2 separate regions of the Lactuca sativa genome follow, and region 2 is linked to region 1. A link is a contact called in public Hi-C data. All regions are on one chromosome and are shown on one strand. The core of a region is the stretch at or near the end of the contact, and the rest is flanking DNA. Distances in the headings are between cores, read along the strand shown.

Region 1 (3,735 bases), core at 473-2,972:
TTTGGAAGCTACTTTTTGATATAAGGAAAATGAACTTTTTGGAAAAGTTAGGTAAACATGATTTTTTACAACTTTTATTAAAATGACTTTTGCCTTCTAAAAAACTAAGCCAAACACTTCTTTAGTATCTAAGTATGGTGTAAAATGAAATGTCATAAAATGTAAATGCCAACATGGACATAATCTACAAGACACATAAATGGTTGGATCGAACTTCAAAAAAAACTCTTTTTCTAATGGTAAAAAAATTATATATATATATATATATATATATATATATATATATATATATATATATATATATATATATATATATATATATATATTGTAAAATAAAAAGCGACCGTTGATATACTCAAAGCTCATATGAGCTTTGAAAAAGATAGAAAATATAATTGAAAGAATACCATTACTATTTATTTTCTATATCAGTAGTTGAAACTCACACATATCATAAATTTCCTATTTCAAAAGTGGACTTTTTGTTCGAAGTCGGTTATCTTATAAACACATTTCGTGAAGACCGAAATGTGAAGTCGAAAGGATAGTATTAATCATCCATCTTAATCTACAAAAATATACAATTCATTACTTGGTCTCATCCAAAAGGAAATTCAATGTTACTCTTGTTGTGTTCATTTTTTGATGGAAGAAGTATTGATATGGTCAATCATTGCAACTCAATGAAAAAGAAAGAAACTAATTCTGGTAAAAAGAAGGCTGCATTTGATATTGTCTTTGGTTTTTCTTTGTGGGATAGGCTCATAGGCATACTTAACACAGTAATAATTTCTACAATCAAAAACCCTAAAGATACAATAAAGCACCCAAAATCAAGCAGTCAATGAAATCTTATAGAGCAAAATGATAGACAAACAGGGCACAAATTACACCAAAAGGTTTGCTAATTGCCTAATTCAAATGTAAGTATCTAACGAATATCATTGGCAATCAATCTACATAATGCAAGTACATTGTTTCTGAAAATCCAATCTCTAAGATCACTAACCTGATTGGCAACAGATCACACCAGAGTATATGGTCCTCTTCCAGGCCCATCGTCATCAACAACTGATAGCAATGCCCCATATGGCGATTCCATGTCATCAGCGTCATCAGGGGTCCTCAAAATCGCGTGCAAGCAAACAACAAGTATCGAGATCAAGAACGACAGAAAAACGTTCCACCAAACCCTAGTTACAGCTAGGGCAAAAGCAGTAACCGCGAGCAACGAAATCACAAGCAATCGTTGACCGATTTCAAAATCGAAAACAACCAAAGGCTCATCCCTAACGAGGAAAATCCAAGCGACAATGATAACAAGGAAGGAGATTAAGGTAATTGGGCGGGTAATTAGGGTTAGCATGAAGATAAGTAATGAGATGAGGAGGTAGTTGGCTCGGAAGGCGTATAGGTTTTTCTGGATACGGAGAGAGAGTTCCTGGAAGGAGATTGGGAGAGAGAGGGAAGAGACGGAGAGGAAGTCGCTGAACCATGGACGGATCGCGTGGCGGATTTGGGCGGCGGTGATGGTCGTGGATGGTGGTGGTGGTGGTGGTGGTGATGGTGTGGTTGTTGAGGGCGTCGTCATCTGCGATTCGTTCTTGAGAAAGAATCCACCACGGGAATCAATGGAGCAGAGAAACAAATTGCATATAAAAAGTTGTTCCTCAAATTTTACCTTTTCAAGAAAATTGTCATTTATCATTAGAGAGCTTAAATAAATCTTTTTTTTAATCGATCAACAAAGTTTTTTAAGAAAATAATTGGGAAAATGACTTATATGGGTAAGTATGTTTCAAAATCGTTCAAAAAATACCATTTAAGTTTGGTGTTTCCAAAAAACACCATTTAAATAAAGTATTTGTACAAAAAATACCAATGAAGTACATTCTTTGTTCAAATTTGATGGTAACCGATAATTGTCAGTAAAAAATAAGTAAAGGAAAAAACAAGAGGAAATGACTCAAAGGGGTAACCATGTTTCAAAATCGTTCAAAAAACACCATCTAAGTTTGGTATGTTCAAGATACACCATCCAAGTAAACTTTTTGGGCTTAACGCCATGTTGGGGGTTCTTGGGCCATATTGGGCCTTAGAGTCCTTGTAGTTGGGCTTGGATGCCTTTTTGGGCTTTTTATGAATTTGGGCCTTAGGGGGAGGGAGGCCCATTGAGGCAGGGGTAATGAAGCCCTTTTTACCTTAAGTCAAGAATTAGGGTTCTGGACTTGAGTTTGAGATCATCATTTTAGAAGAAGAAGAGCAATCATAGGAGAAGAAGAAGTCATTCGTTCATGAAGAAACCCTAAATAGATTTTTAAAGGAGGAAAATATCATTTGTTGTTTTGTCAATAATTATTATGCCATGTCATAATAGTTAAGCCAAGTTATCATTTAACATGTAAGAGTCAGTTACGGATGGGTAATATTTGAATAAAACATATAGTTTGTTGGTGTTTTTTGTACAAAATGTTTGCTTGAATGGTGTTTTTTGAACATACCAAACTTCGATGGTGTTTTTGAACGATTTTAAAACATAATTACCCATTTGAGTCATTTTCTCTTGTTTTTTTTTCCTTTACTTATTTTTTACTGGTAATTGCCGGTTACCACAAGGTCAAATTTGAACAAAGAATATACTTCGTTGGTGTTTTTTGTACAAATGCTTTACTTGGATGATGTTTTTTAGACACACCAAACTTGAATGATATTTTTTGAACAATTTTGAAACATAGTTACCCGTATAAGTCATTTTCCCAAAATAATTTAGGTGATTTATCAAGGTCTTTCCATTTTGTTTATATCTAGGGAATTGTGTTCGTTTTTTTTTATATTTTTTTTACATATTTAGATAACAAACTTTTTGAAAGTATTCATATATGACTACTATGACCGACCGTCTGTAACAAGTTATCTAGATATGTGAACATTTCCAACAAATTCGTTATCTAGATATATATACAAAAAAACGAGGTTATCCAACAAAATCGTTAACATAATAAGTCAAATTCCGTTTTTATTAAGTCCATCAATCATGGTATATATTAATAGATTCAGTTAAATTTCCTTAAAGCAATATTTATAACCATTATAGGCATTTAAATTGACCACTGACATGTTAAGAGCCGTTTTGGTAGCATAATTATCAAACAATTCTATGTATATGAGACAAGAACAATACTATTGGTGTCGATCAAAGTTACTCCTATTTTTCATGTTTTAAATTCTTGTAATACGTGGAGCAAATTTCATTGAAGATTGTGTTCTAATTAATGTTACTGGTCTCTATCTCTAGTATTTTTAGTCTCTAATAATTTTAATTTTTATATTTAACATATTAAACAATAAAATTCTATAAAATGATGATGTTTTTTTTCCTTGTCAATTATGGAGTTTTTATTTATTTATTTATTTATTTTTAAAATTTTTAATTTTTTTTACAAAGTAGTGTATTTAAAAAAGATATTACAAAAATGATGTGGTTTTAAAAATATTTACCATTTAGGTTAAATTTTATATCAAATCAAAAATAGAAGGTAAAATAAAAATAAGGAAAATTGAATTATCATGGTAATTACTTTTTTGTTTTGTTCATATTTGAGTATTTTTTTTATACATATCTGTGTAATGAACTTGTTGGAAGTGTTCACATGACTATTATGACCGATTGTAACTTGCTACAGGCGGTCATAATGATCATATGTGAACACTTTCAACAAATTTGTTATCTGGATA
Region 2 (4,140 bases), core at 258-2,757, 480 kb after region 1:
ACAAGATATCATTTTTGTTTTATTGAAAATGGTTAAAACTTACAAAAAAAAAACTAAATTTCCTATAATAATAAAATAATAATTATTAGTATCTTTGTCAGTTTTTCGTGATATACATTTTTTTTTCAAATGCTCTATAAAATAATACTTCATATTTTTCCATCATTTTTTAGTTTTTAAAATATATTGATATTGATAATAAGTTAGACAATTATTTATTTGATTTCTAATTTTTAAAAGAAATTTAAATTCGTATATAATAAGTTTCGTTTATAATTGTCGATAATTAATTATATTTCTATATTAAAAATTCAATAAAATCATGTTTAATTAATAATTTATTTAAAATAATTAATTAATAATTATAAATTTTACTACAAAATTTAATTATTTTTATAATTATAGTTTCCATGTAATATAAACTGATCATGTAATTGACCATTATTTTCTAATTTTTCTTTTGTTATATATGTACACTACGGATTACTAATGCACATAGCAGTATAGTTTTTTGTCGCATTAGAAAAAATAACATAAAATCTTTTAATGTAAAATTAGAGATTCTTATTATCATCTTTTTGTTAAAAGGATTTGTGCAGTAAAACCCAAAACTCTTCTGATATCACAACTTCCCATAAAAAAGTTTGGCGCATAATGTCAACCACGTGTCGGCTTCTGTAATTTTATATCCTGCTCCCTTTTCTTTGTTTGTTCACCACCGTTGCCCCCTTTACTTTTAGTCAAATGTCATAAAAGTCCCCCGTCCATTATAGTCAATCAATCTTTCTAGAAATCATTTTGGTTTAAAATTTAAATTAGATTTAAAAATTATCTAATTTAAACCAAATCGTTGGGCTGTTCATTTTTTTATGATGTAATAAGTTGACGTATATTATTATTATTATTCTTTTGCTAATATAATAGAAAAAGTTATGTATTGTGTTTTACAATGTATTTTTCATTTTCTTTTGAAAAAATCTTAATATTTTATTTTTATTTTTTCGATAAAACCTTCCACTTTTTATTTTTTTCTGAAAAATTCAAAACTTTTTGTTTAAAAATCCTCATATTAAACAGGCTTTTTTGAAGGAAAAAAAAACTAAAATGATCAAATAAAAAAAATTAAAAAACACAATTCTGATATTAGTCTTTTAACTTTTCTGGTAATTTATACTCTTTCCGTCCCAAATTAATTGACTATTTTTATTTTTGAAATATTTTTCTTTAACTTTGATCTTAAATATTTTTATTTGTGTTAAATAGTATTTGATGAAACTTATAACAATAAAAAAAATTTAAAATACAATTCATTCATATATTTTGCATCAAGTATTATATATCAAAAAGAAAAATATTTGAGATTAAAGTTAAAAAATAAATACTTTGAAAAGTCAAATATAGATAATTAATTTGGGAGTATTTTTTAATATTCAGTCAAATTTGATATATTGAGGGTTCTTACTGGAGAATACGCCAACATATAGGGGGGTGTAGGTATAACGTTTTGCAGGAAGCAGTCGAGAGAGAAAAAAAAAAAAGGCACTTTGGATGCTCTCCGGTCTCTCTCTCTCTTTCTTTCTCAATGCAGCAGCCATTAAAGGATCTTTTAAGTTTCTGCTTTAGCTCTGCAACAGTAGCTCGCTCATCAAACTTCAATTCGACTTTCTGCTTCTTTTTTCTTATCAGATTTGTCCAAATGTTGATTTGAATGTCTCAAAATATTGACAATTACAAGGTCCAGAAAAGATCGATGTCTACAGCTTTTCTTTCTATCTGATCGGATTTTCAAGCAAAAATGAAGTCGAAGACTCGTTTGGACTCCGCCGTATTTCAACTCACGCCAACAAGAACAAGGTAAGTTTGTACGCGTTTTTTGGTTATTGTATGTGCTAAGCTCCGAACTGCACTTTGTCCTGTGGCTGTACTTCATATATGTTAACATTTAATTCCGTGATGTTCGAGTGTTACTTCTGTTAGAACTTATTCCACAGGCATTTGACCTACTATGAATGTGGACAAATTTGTGTGATGTATGCTCGATTTATCATTGTTATTTATTTCGTCACTGTTGAAGCATTTAAAACCTAGAAAACAAATAAGCAGATACCATCATCCAATGCAATAGAAGGATAGTTTAGCATGAGTATCAAAAGGATTGAGAAATGCTCGCATTGAAATTTGAATTTAAACGTTACTCCTGCAAAACTACCAGGTGTGATTTATACATCATCGCAAATGATAAGAAAGAGAAGATCGCTTCTGGTTTGCTGAACCCTTTTATTGCGCACCTAAAGACAGCTCAGGATCAGATTGCAGAAGGTGGTTATTCAGTTTTGCTTCAACCAGAATCTGGCAGTAATGCAACATGGTTTACAAAGTGTACAGTTGAAAGGTCTGTATTATTTATTCTTGGTTCTTTAATGTTTTTTGCATTAGTCATTTTGGTAAAAACCTATTAAAACTAGTAGAGAAGATTGAAGAAAAGGAAAAAAGATAACCTAATATCTTTGTTGATTATAGTTTTGTTCGCTTTGTGAGCACCCCGGAGATTCTTGAACGTGTCTACACTATAGAATCTGAAATCCTACAGATAGAAGAAGCAATTGCCATTCAAGGAAACAATGATATTATGGTGAGCCTTATGACCATATATACATTTAACTATATCATATTTCGGAATTATTTGTTCTTAATTCAAGCTTTCATCATTGCAGATAGAAGACCAACATGTAAAGCCTCTAGCAATGTCAGTCAATGAAGGTAACAAACCTGGACATGATACTGATGAGGATAAGGCAATTGTCCTTTATAAGGTAACAAACAAATCACCAATGTACTCATTTTCTCATGTATCTTATCATTTTTTTTATTAACTACCTTTTTCCTTTTTCCCCTTTTGGCAGCCTGGTGTTCAGGAGACTAGCAGTTCCAGTGGCAAGGAGGGAAATTCAAAGTATTGGTGCTTCCTTTCTTGAATTGATTCAGTGTGAAAACCGAATACTTCCCAATTTATATATAAAAACAGGATTATATGTAAAACTACTAAATTCTTATTCACATGTATAACATTCAGAGTCCAGCTCTTAAATGTTCTTGAGACACGCAAAACAGTGCTGAAGAAAGAACAAGGCATGGCTTTTGCACGTGCTGTAGCTGCTGGATTTGAAATTGACCATGTGGCAAATTTGTTATCTTTTGCTGAATGTTTCGGTGCATCACGTCTAATGTAAGTAGATTATATTTTTAACATTTTTTTTTTAAAAAATTGACAACCTGGCAGATTCTTTTGACTTTTTTTTGGTTCATATACAATAGGAGTGCTTGTTTGAGGTACATGGATTTATGGAAGCAGAAACATGATTCAGGACAATGGGTTGAAATAGAACCAGAAGATGCAATTTCCACCAGATCAGATTATTCTGCCATAAATGCATCTGGAATTGTGCTTTCAAGTCATAATAATGAACTCAGAAGTGAGGCTACAACTCCAGAAACTAAAGAAAAAACATCCAGTGATCCAAATGCAGGTAAGGATTTATAAACCAATTGATCTTTATCATTTTGATGTTAATATTCTATACTTTTTTGTGATATGGTTGACCAAATCCAGCTGGTCAACAACAATATCATACAGGACAATTTCCCCATCCAGCTTTTCCTCCATGGTCAATGCATTCTTCCCCTGGTTATCAAGCATATCATATGCAAGGAATGCCCTACTATCAACATTATCCAGGAAATGGTCCATTTTACCCTCCACCTTACCCTCCAATGGAGGATCCCCATAGAATTGAACAAAAGAGGCAATCCATGGATAACTTTGATTCTGAAGAAAGTTCAGAACAACATAAAAATACAGGAAAAATGAAATCAGGGAAGGTGGTTATTCGTAATATTAACTTCATCAACTCAAAAAGACAAGATTCCTCAGAAGATGATGAGTCAGCTTCTGACACTGATCCCAAGAGTAATGCAATTGCAAATAAGAAAACCTTAAGATCTCCAAAGAGAAAAGGTAAAAAAGAAACCGAATCTGATAATGGCCATTGGGATGCATTTCAAAGTTTTATACTCAAAGGAGCTGCAGAAGATGGAAAGGAATCCAATGAAGATATGTTTTCCATGGAAAGGAATCGGAAT

The links. Hi-C and Micro-C count contacts between places; a contact is called where the count stands out from the background.
Region 2: a contact with region 1 is called in a Hi-C map of leaf, with 8 times the contacts expected there. The contact joins the promoter of LOC111897285 here to the promoter of LOC111897247 in region 1. A contact is called at or near these places in 4 of 4 Hi-C or Micro-C datasets (bud, leaf and seed).

What each region holds. Positions count from the first base shown.
Region 1 is chr5:186,262,003-186,265,737 of Lsat_Salinas_v11, forward strand. It overlaps LOC111897247 (PRA1 family protein D), which reads right to left and starts at 1,723. Exons shown (of 1, transcript XM_023893211.2): 1 at 834-1,723. The coding sequence starts at 1,708. The coding sequence ends at 1,025.
Region 2 is chr5:186,740,197-186,744,336 of Lsat_Salinas_v11, forward strand. LOC111897285 (COP1-interacting protein 7) reads left to right here and starts at 1,508. Exons shown (of 12, transcript XM_023893249.3): 1 at 1,508-1,854; 2 at 2,213-2,392; 3 at 2,521-2,632; 4 at 2,715-2,813; 5 at 2,904-2,953; 6 at 3,074-3,226; 7 at 3,316-3,527; 8 at 3,611-4,140. The coding sequence starts at 1,796.